Regions from separate parts of the Zea mays genome. Here region 2 is linked to region 1. Evidence: chromatin contacts called from public Hi-C data. All regions are on one chromosome and are shown on one strand. The core of a region is the stretch at or near the end of the contact, and the rest is flanking DNA. Distances in the headings are between cores, read along the strand shown.

Region 1 (4,724 bases), core at 672-3,171:
CTCCACTCAAAATTTTCAGGTTTTGCTTTGGAAACTAAACCTTTGGCTCAAAATTTTAAAAAAATGTGGTATTTATGGAGGGGAGTAACTCTCACAAAAGATAACCTAGCGAAACGAAAGTAGAAGGGAAGTTTGAAGTGCAATTTTCTCTACTATATAATGCACTTATTTTAACGGTAGTCCCATGTCATCATTTCTCTTCCCGTTTAATGCAAAAATAAAGTAAAATTATGCACAAGTGTGGGTTTGAACCTTGGTTGTTGGCTCCACATTCACACCCACCTAACTAATAGAATACACATATTTTTATGTTTTATTAGAATAAAGTCTACCCATTTGATATATAGAAACAATAGCAATGAACGGGTAACTGACTAGTTGTAACCAAAATGAGAGTATTCGACACCTTTTCTTTGATTTTTACCTTGTTACAAACATATGGAGAACCATTTTCTTTGGCTTCCACATAGACAAATCGTCTAGTATTAATCATATTACGGGGGCTTGTGAATCTAACAAAGGAACTTTTAATTGGAATTGTGGTAATGTTTTGGTCCATTTGGCTCTGCAATGGTGGCATTTTTAATCATAAATCAATATCGTCAATTCTGCATGTTATTTCATAGGAACATATTGGTTTCGATTTTGGAGACCGCTACAGAAGAATCACACCAAGAAGCCCTCAATTTTTATCAATCCTTTAGAGAAGGTGGCCATGAGATCTTCACAAGCCACGGATAACGATGCAATACTAGAATTATGGCTACTTAATTTGTTTATGGTTCCAAATATATATATATATATATATATATATATGTATATTCTCATAGTTGTTCATCGAGCTTGTATGTACGAAACTACAAAAGGTTAGAACTTGTTTTCGCTATCAAAAAATGTGCACATATTAATAAATGCACATACATACATTAAATATCTATCAATATCAATCTATAAATATATAAAATAAAAATTCACTTAAGAACCGATACCAAGGCCCTATTCGGAACTGCTCTAAGTTCCAAAAAATTTGGTGGAGTTAGTGGAGCAGGTTATTAGGAGCTCCAGAAAATCATGAAGTTAGAGTTGTGAACATTTAAAAGACATTTAAATAAATTATTTTTTATTATTTATTTCAAAAATATTTTTAAAACTATATAAATTTATATTATAAAATGTAGCTTTACGCTAGAGCCGGAACCTGGAGCAGTACGAAACACCCTTTAAATAACTTTTTTAGTAATTGTATTTTTTTGCTAGAACCTATATTAAAATTAATCTTTAGTATCGGTTCATGCCACAATATTAAACATGGAGAATAGAGCATTTTACATATTTAGCCTAAAAAGGAAAAGAAAAAACATAGAATACATATTTTATATATTCTAGCTGGAATACAGACACAAGAAAAGAAGGCAGGACAGGACTACGGTCCAGGAGGAGAAGGCAAGGCGTTTCCGGCGACGCGTTCCTCGGCGCGCGCCTGCCCGCTCCCATCCAAACGCCAAGCCTCAGTTCTTTCACCTCATGCCGTCAGATCCCCAGCTGTCAATCTCCTTCCTCGACCGGCGCTCCCTCGCCCAGTCCGAGCCCAGTACCACAGCACTAGTACTAATATATTCTGCCGTCCATGGCGACCTAGCTTAGCAGCTGCTGCACTGCAGATCTCTCACCCGCCTTCTGTTTATGGCTAAACTAGTCGAGTTAATTACAGGTGTTAAACTGTGCTGTGCGGCATCGGTGGCTTCACAGTTCACACCACGAACCAGAGGACTAGAGGAGTACGTATAAAAAGGCTCGTGTCATTTCCCGCCAATTTTACACGCGTCCGATCCAACCACACGTCCGCGCCACTGATTCCTCCAAAGCTCCATCTCCTCTTTTGACAGACGCGGCGACACTCTTGTCCTGCCCGACGTTTTTCTTGTTGCGCGCGCCCAGCCGGCTGCTTTATGCCATTGGCATCGTTGATCTATACTCAGGTTCCGAGCGCCTTGCTTGCCTGCCTGGAAGCTGCAGACATTGCAGCGGCGCCGGCGATGGCGCGCCAGCGGCGGGCGATCGGCGGTGCCCGCGCGGCGGTCCCGTTCGCGCTGCTTGCGCTGCTCGCCTCCGCGCTGCCTGGCCTTATGGCGCAGAACCTGGCGGGGGACCGCGCGGCGCTGCTGGCGCTGCGGAGCGCACTGGACAGCCGGGGCCTCCTCCCGTGGGACACCACGGAGCTGTCGCCGTGCGGATGGCGCGGCGTCGTGTGCGACAACCAGACCCAGGCGGCCGGGCCCGGGTCCCGCCGCGTCGTCGAGCTGCGGCTGCCCGGGAAGCGGCTGGTCGGGACGATACCGCTCGGCACGGTCGGGAACCTCACCGTGCTGCAGACGCTGTCGCTCCGCCGCAACGCAATCACCGGGGGTATCCCGGCCGACATCGGCAACTGCGCCCAGCTAACCGTCGTCAACCTGACGGCCAACCAGTTCACCGGCGCCGTGCCGGAGGGCCTCTTCTCGCTCGCGGCGCTCAGGCAGGTCGATCTCTCTCGGAACCGCCTTGTCGGCGGCGTGTCGGAGGAGTTTAACAGGCTCAAGCAGCTGGACACGTTGTTCCTCGACAGCAACGACTTGGCCGGCCTGCTTCCGCCGGGCCTTTACCTTCCCAACCTTTCGCGCTTCAACGTGTCGTTCAACGCGCAGCTCATTGGCCCCGTGCCGGCGTCGCTCGCTAGGATGCCGGCGAGCGCGTTCCGCGGCACGGGGCTCTGCGACGGCCCTCTCCCCGCGTGCACCGACTCCACGCCCCCGGCGCCTCCACCGGCGGCTTCGTCTGCGGGTGGCGAAAAGAAGAAGCACCTGTCCCGTTGGGCAATCGTCGGCATCGTCGGCGGCGCGGCGCTCGTTCTCCTGCTCATCATGGCGCTCGTCGCTTGCTTTCGCCGACGCCAGGCGGCGGCGGCGGCGGCGGCGGGGAGGCCCGCGGGTGCTGCGGCGGCAAATGTGCACGAGGCAACCGCGCCTGTAACGGTGACCTTGGCGAGGACGGACAGTGACGCCGTGAAGCAGTCGCACGCCCCGCCGCTCGCGCCGGCGATGATAAGCGAGGGCAAGAAGCTGGTGTTCCTGGGGAGCACGCCGGAGAGGCCGTACGACCTGGAGACGCTTCTGCGAGCGTCGGCCGAGGTGCTCGCCAAGGGCCCGCTCGGCACGACGTACCGCGCCACACTAGACGGCGGCGAGCCCGTGCTCGCCGTCAAGCGGCTCCGCGAGGTGCACCTCTCCGAGGACGAGTTCTGCAACAAGGCGACCGCGCTTGGTGCGCTCCATCACCACAACTTGACCCGCCTGCGCGCCTACTTCTACAGCAAGGAGGAGAAGCTCCTCGTCTACGACTTCGTCGGCGCCGGCAGCCTCTCCGCCGTCCTCCACGGTCCGTGCCCCTGCCCCTAAACTTGTCTTCTCGTCGTGACGTCATGTACTATTGTGTACATATGGGATGGATGAACACCATGTTCGCGTTCTTTTCTTGCATCGCAGACGGAGGCGCGGAGGGCCGTGCGCGGCTGGACTTCACGGCGCGCGCCCGCATCGCGCTAGCGGCGGCGCGCGGTGTGGCCTTCATCCACCACTCCGGGGCCAAGTCGTCCCATGGCAACATCAAGTCATCCAACATCGTCGTCACCGGGACGCGCGACGGCGCCTACGTCTCCGATTACGGCATCGCTCAGCTCACGGGTGCCGCAGCGCCGCCGAGGCGGGGCGCCGGGTACAACGCCCCGGAGGTGAACGACGCCCGCAGCGTGCCGCAGAGCGCCGACGTGTACAGTTTCGGCGTGGTGGTACTGGAGCTGCTCAGCGGACGCGCTCCGTTGCACGCGCTGCGCGAAGGCGCCGACGGCGTGAACCTGCCACGATGGGTGCGCTCCGTGGTGCAGGAGGAGTGGACGTCCGAGGTGTTCGACGCCGGCATCGCCAACGAGCCGCGCGTCGAGGGGGAGATGATGCGGCTGCTGCAGCTCGGCATGGAGTGCACAGAGCAGCGCCCCGACAGGCGGCCAACCATGACCCTGGTGGAGGCGAGGATCGAGCGCATCGTTGAGGATGCCTGCCAGAAAGCCGATTTCAGCAGCACGGACGGCAGCCGGAGCGTTTCGGCGTGATCGGGGTGCCCTGTTGCCCTTCGTACCCAGCTAGTTTCTTTCATTCTGATTTTCTTGGTGAACGCAATAAAGATGCTAATGGGAAATTGAATCAAGTTCGAGAGCAAACATAGGGCTTGTACAACACTATTTAATACATAGTCTCTTGAGTCTCTAATGATATATACAGTTGTATTTAATATAGGAGCTCTTTAGGTGTTTAAAGAATACATTTGCAAAAAATCATAAAGTCATCTATCCGCGAAGAGACGTCTCTGACTGCCTTGTAACACAATTAGTAACAGACGTCTCACTTTCCTTTGTACGAATTTGTCGTCGGTTCTATCGATCTAATGCGCTACAAGCGCATTCACTTCTATATTTATTAATAGATTACATTTATAGACACTCCATTGTATAATAGAGTCTCTTAGTTGTTTATTGTGCTTAGAGAACGGTTTTGTTGTCTCTCCACTGGGCATATACAAACCTATTTAATATGGGATCTCTTGAGGGGTCTCTAAGGGGCTAAGTGAAAAAATATAAGCATTGATGATCTAGGGTCTCAGGGTTGTACCATGCAATCTTTTAGTCATCTCTT
Region 2 (4,724 bases), core at 812-3,311, 290 kb before region 1:
ATTGAGGAAGAAGGTTTACTCGGTCTAAGTGACTGTTTGAGAGAGGGAAATGGTTGAATGAGACCCGGTCTTTGTGACCACCTCAATAGGGACTAGGTTCTTTAGAACCGAACCTCGGTAAAACAAATCACCGTGTTCATCCGTTTGTTTTTCATTTGATTTGTTTTCCCCCTCTCTCCCGGACTCGGATTTGTTTCTAACGCTAACCCCGGCTTGTAGTGTGTGTTTAAAGTTGTAAATTTCAGATTATGCCTATTCACCCCCTCTAGGCGACTTTCAACAACGACATAAGCATCATGTGTCGTCTGGCGAAAGACAGAGCCTGATATCTTTTCAAAACCAGAAATTTCAATCTGCCATTGGAAGAAACTTTGCTACTGCAACTAGAGATCGTGAAATGGAGGGTGGTGAGCACAATGAAATTGATCACCCGATTACTTCAGAGATCGAAAACAATAGTAATTACTAATTCGTCTTTAATTGATATGATACATCAATTATAGTGGCCAACTGATTTAACACAACTTTCCATCAATAGAAAGTACAAGCCCATGTCCAGTCACTGCTTCACATAGTGACAAAATGACTGAAGGAGTAGACGTTGGGATGCAAGGTCACCCGCAAATTTTTATTCAGTGTACGCTTTTAAACAATAGCTTAGTTATAAGAAATTATGTACCAACAATAATTGAGTTATATATATGAATTTTAAGTATTTTGTTGTGCATCAACAAAAAATTTCATGAATCATTAGCTAAGTTACTTATTCAAAATAATTATTATTGGATCTTAATTATTTTTATGCAAGATAAAGAATGAAGACCGATTATTGGATCTTAATTCAAACGGCTCAAGGCCGATTATTTGGTCGATAAGACCGATTTGTCGGTCACCAATTTGATAAACCAGCAGCAACGCACAAGAAACCGAACCTCTTGTTTATTGGCAAATAAAGCATATTTAGGCCACAAAAAACAAACAAAAATGACATAAATGTTACAAGTCCAATAACAACATTTAGCGGTTCAAAATGTATTGTATGACACAGTTTTATGGTTCAAATACATTACATGCCACAATTTCATAGTTCATAAATACCATCGAAGATTCCACGGGTGTGTATTATACTCCTCTGATGAGAGCAACATAATACCTTGCTCATGCATTAACCGTGTCTTGTACTTCGCTCAAGTCTGTCCGATCCATATAGAAGTGTACTTCACGAGTCCACCGATATTTGGTAGTACTCAGGCTCCTTCCATTGGTACACCTAATCGGTTGTCGATTTACTTCACCGACGTATAATTCACATAGAAAAAAGGTTAAGACGAACCATGACGCCACCAAAAATTAGAACATTCCCAAACCGGATCGATTCAATCTAATATTCCTAAATATACCAATAATATGTTCTATTATTATAAGTATTGTTAGCCTATATTACAAGTACCCATGGTAATTTAAAAAGATTTCTAGTAAAAAGGGGAAAAATCTTTAAAACCCTAGCTTCTACTCAGTCGCCGGCTAATCGGTCCTACACACCGATTTTATCAGCTTTGCGGAGCGATTACTCGACAATCCTAGTTGTATTTTTTTCGAAACTTCCATGATCTTTAGTTTGAGATCCGCTGTGTATTTTGAATTTTGGTTTTAGTAGGAAGGCTTCAAATAATCTATAGTATTTATAAAACATTGGAATCAAAAGTTTTTAAATTTATGAAAATTTCTAAATTCAAAATATCAAAGTTATCGGCCGGTGTCGATTACTGGGCCGGCTACCGAATTTATCAACCGTATGGTGGCTACTCCCCACCATCAAACCAATCGAGACCGTCGATTTCGGACTTCGACACGATTGGAAGCATCCTCAGAGCATATTCCCACGGCCAGGATCGCTCCCGGGGTCACCGAGTACGAACCCGCGCGACCTCTCTCCCGAGTCTACTACTCTACCCGGCCAGCCCCCTCCCCTGTTTTCCTTCCCATCTCATCACAAGCAGAAGAAAATCGAGATAACGAGAGCTAGGGTTTTGATTCCAGTACTCACGCCGCATCCTGTCTCCTTCTGCCCCTCCCTCTCGGCACCGCCTCCGCCCCCTCATTCTCTCTCGCGTCATCCGGCGGAGGCTCGAGGAAACTGAGGCCGGGAGCGCCCCGAAGAATATTCTCCACCCAGTCGCCGACACCCCTGCGCGCGCGAGAGTAAGTCGCCTCCCCCGCCGCCAGTGCTCTTCGTGATGATATATTTCCAGATCCGGTTTGTCCGACGCAGATGGTAGGGCTGGAGAGGCTGCCGATGTGGTATTGAAGAGGGATTTAGGTTTGTAGAATACAACTCGGTACTTGTGGGATTCTTCGGTGTCTTGCGTAAGCCTGATTGCGCTCTCGCCTTTGCGAGTTTTTTTTTCTGTAGATGCATGAATTTTGTGTTCGTAACGTGGATTGGTGTGGGGTGGGAGAGGCTCCTTTGCCGGATTGGCCAGGTATGAGGAAATGGCTAGGCATTTCGTTTTTAGGAGTTTGAGCAGCTGCGTTTGTGGAGTTTGTGAGATTCCTTTTCAGAACATCATCAGGGTTCTCAAATATGTGTTCTGAATATCAGGATATTAGCTGTTTGGTACTTTGGTTTGCTGGCAATGACATTCCTACATGTTTAATGTCTCCACTGTCATTGCTGTAACCTATAGGAATTTCGAGTGCTTTACAACTCCTAACAACAGTTCTCAACGTTTGTTCTTCTCCTAAGGTCGCTACATAGGAACTCAACAATTTTTTTAAGTGATGGTAAATTGGAACAAGCTGCATAGCAACTGAATTGTTTTCATGTGATGATGCATCGTAAGTTTGTAACTGTATTAAGTTCAGATGGGCTTGTACCCTGATGTTTCATGTATTAGCAGTTTGATCTTAAGCAGTAGTGAAGCTAGAGCAAATCCGAAGGGGATGCACTTGAGAGCTTGCCTCATAGGTGCACAGATTTTGTGACATAGGGGGTGCCAGGGTGGAAATATGGTGACAATTTGGCTCTTATCACGTTTTTTTCATGGGTGCGGCAGCACCCAACACAGTGATTATAGATTTGCCTCTGATCTTAAGTATAGTTCATTGTTGGGCTCAGTTTATCAAATCTTCTGTAGAATTATTGTAAATTGTCAACTAGTTACTTTGAATCGATCTCAGACTGTCAGTGAACCCTTTTACACAATCCGTTTGCCTTTTAGCTTGACTACTCCAGTTTCCTCATTGCTGATGCAATAGTTTTTGTATTATCAATATCAATGTGCGATGAGCAGCTTTGTTTTAGTAATTTAGTTTCTTTATATTCGACTTTGTGTGTTTAAAGATACTCACTAGATCCAACTCATGTTACATGTTTGTCTGTTTTCTTGCAAGTTCACAGTTCGGAGCTATGTCAACCTCCCCTTTGCATATTTAAACATATCTAAAGCTTGCCATCTTTACCGCAGGTTACCATTGTACTGTTGTAGCTTGGCAGTTGGTTGACTGTGTGACAACTTTGAGCTATGTCATATTACGAAAGAAGGGGTGGAGACAGGGGTAGTGGCCGTATTCAAGGAAGTGGTGGGCGAGGTGGACATGTCCTGCGTGGAAGATCAGGATTGGCTCCCCGAGGACCTCTTGGGGTTAACTCCCGTCCATCTGCACGCACTATTGCTAAGGCAAGGCCAAACCTGTCACTATGTTTTTGTTCATGGTCAGGTTCCTGACTAAAGTAGAAACTGAATGGGGAGAGCATGCCTAAGCTTACATTATATGGAGGGGCAGGAGTATCTGTGATGTCTGTGACTAATGTGTTCTCTGTCAGTATTGTTTGGAGGCTTGGAGGGGCAGATGCAACTTTGGTAGAAATTTTGCAGTAGATCATAAGGTTGAATTTATTGAGGGGCAGAAGTAAATGGTGGTCATCTCTAATGGGAATTTTGTTGGAACACCACCATTTCTTCAAACATATGGAAGGAAATAGATGAAAAATAAAGCTGGCGGACTCCAGTTTGATGTGTCTAAATCATGATATGCTGAAGGGAAGACTCCATCAATCTTCTTGCCATATATGGAAATTGCAATGTGCCCCTTATTCAACAGTTCTGGATTCCATACTCCCATGGAAGTTCTTCTAGTCTGCTTCCATAGCAAGTGCACAAGCCATTTGTCTCCTGGACTTTTGTGATATTGGTGGAGCTCTTTCCTTCTCAGCTGTTAACTTAATGCAGTACTTCATGGTTTTGCTATTTCTCGGTTATAATTATTGCTACTCTTCCTCTAAAGACCAATGATAAGTCAATGTGGTTCGTGATGATTGGCATGATCATATGAAAAGTTTGAAGAGATATTCTTTTATAATGACATGTTCCCTCACATGCTTGGATGTTTGGCATTTTTCAGTCATTTAGCAGAACCAAAGACATGACATGGCGACCTGATCTATTTAGTGATAGCATGGCGGCTAGTGGAATAGAAACTGGTACAAAATTGTACATTTCAAACTTGGACTATGGGGTCTCTAATGAGGATATAAAGGTATGTTCAAATAACTTGTCTGTCTGGTTTTATATTTTTTCATTGTTTGATACAGAACCATCAAACTGAAATTTTATTTTCACAATTGCCTTGTAGGAGCTGTTTTCGGAAGTTGGTCATTTGAAACGCTTTGCTGTTCACTACGATGGTTATGGCCGCCCAAATGTTCGTACCTTCTAGAAATC

Evidence for each region. Hi-C and Micro-C count contacts between places; a contact is called where the count stands out from the background.
Region 2: a Hi-C map of tassel shows a contact between it and region 1, with 2.4 times the contacts expected there. The contact joins the promoter of LOC100280157 here to the promoter of LOC100304312 in region 1. A contact is called at or near these places in 2 of 25 Hi-C or Micro-C datasets (ear and tassel).

What each region holds. Positions count from the first base shown.
Region 1 is chr4:83,268,127-83,272,850 of Zm-B73-REFERENCE-NAM-5.0, reverse strand. It overlaps LOC100304312 (putative leucine-rich repeat receptor-like protein kinase family protein), which reads left to right and starts at 1,921. Exons shown (of 2, transcript NM_001165754.1): 1 at 1,921-3,414; 2 at 3,522-4,296. The coding sequence starts at 1,950. The coding sequence ends at 4,144.
Region 2 is chr4:83,554,099-83,558,822 of Zm-B73-REFERENCE-NAM-5.0, reverse strand. It overlaps LOC100280157 (THO complex subunit 4C), which reads left to right and starts at 2,061. Exons shown (of 7, transcript NM_001153089.1): 1 at 2,061-2,202; 2 at 3,468-3,680; 3 at 4,405-4,539; 4 at 4,636-4,704. The coding sequence starts at 3,525.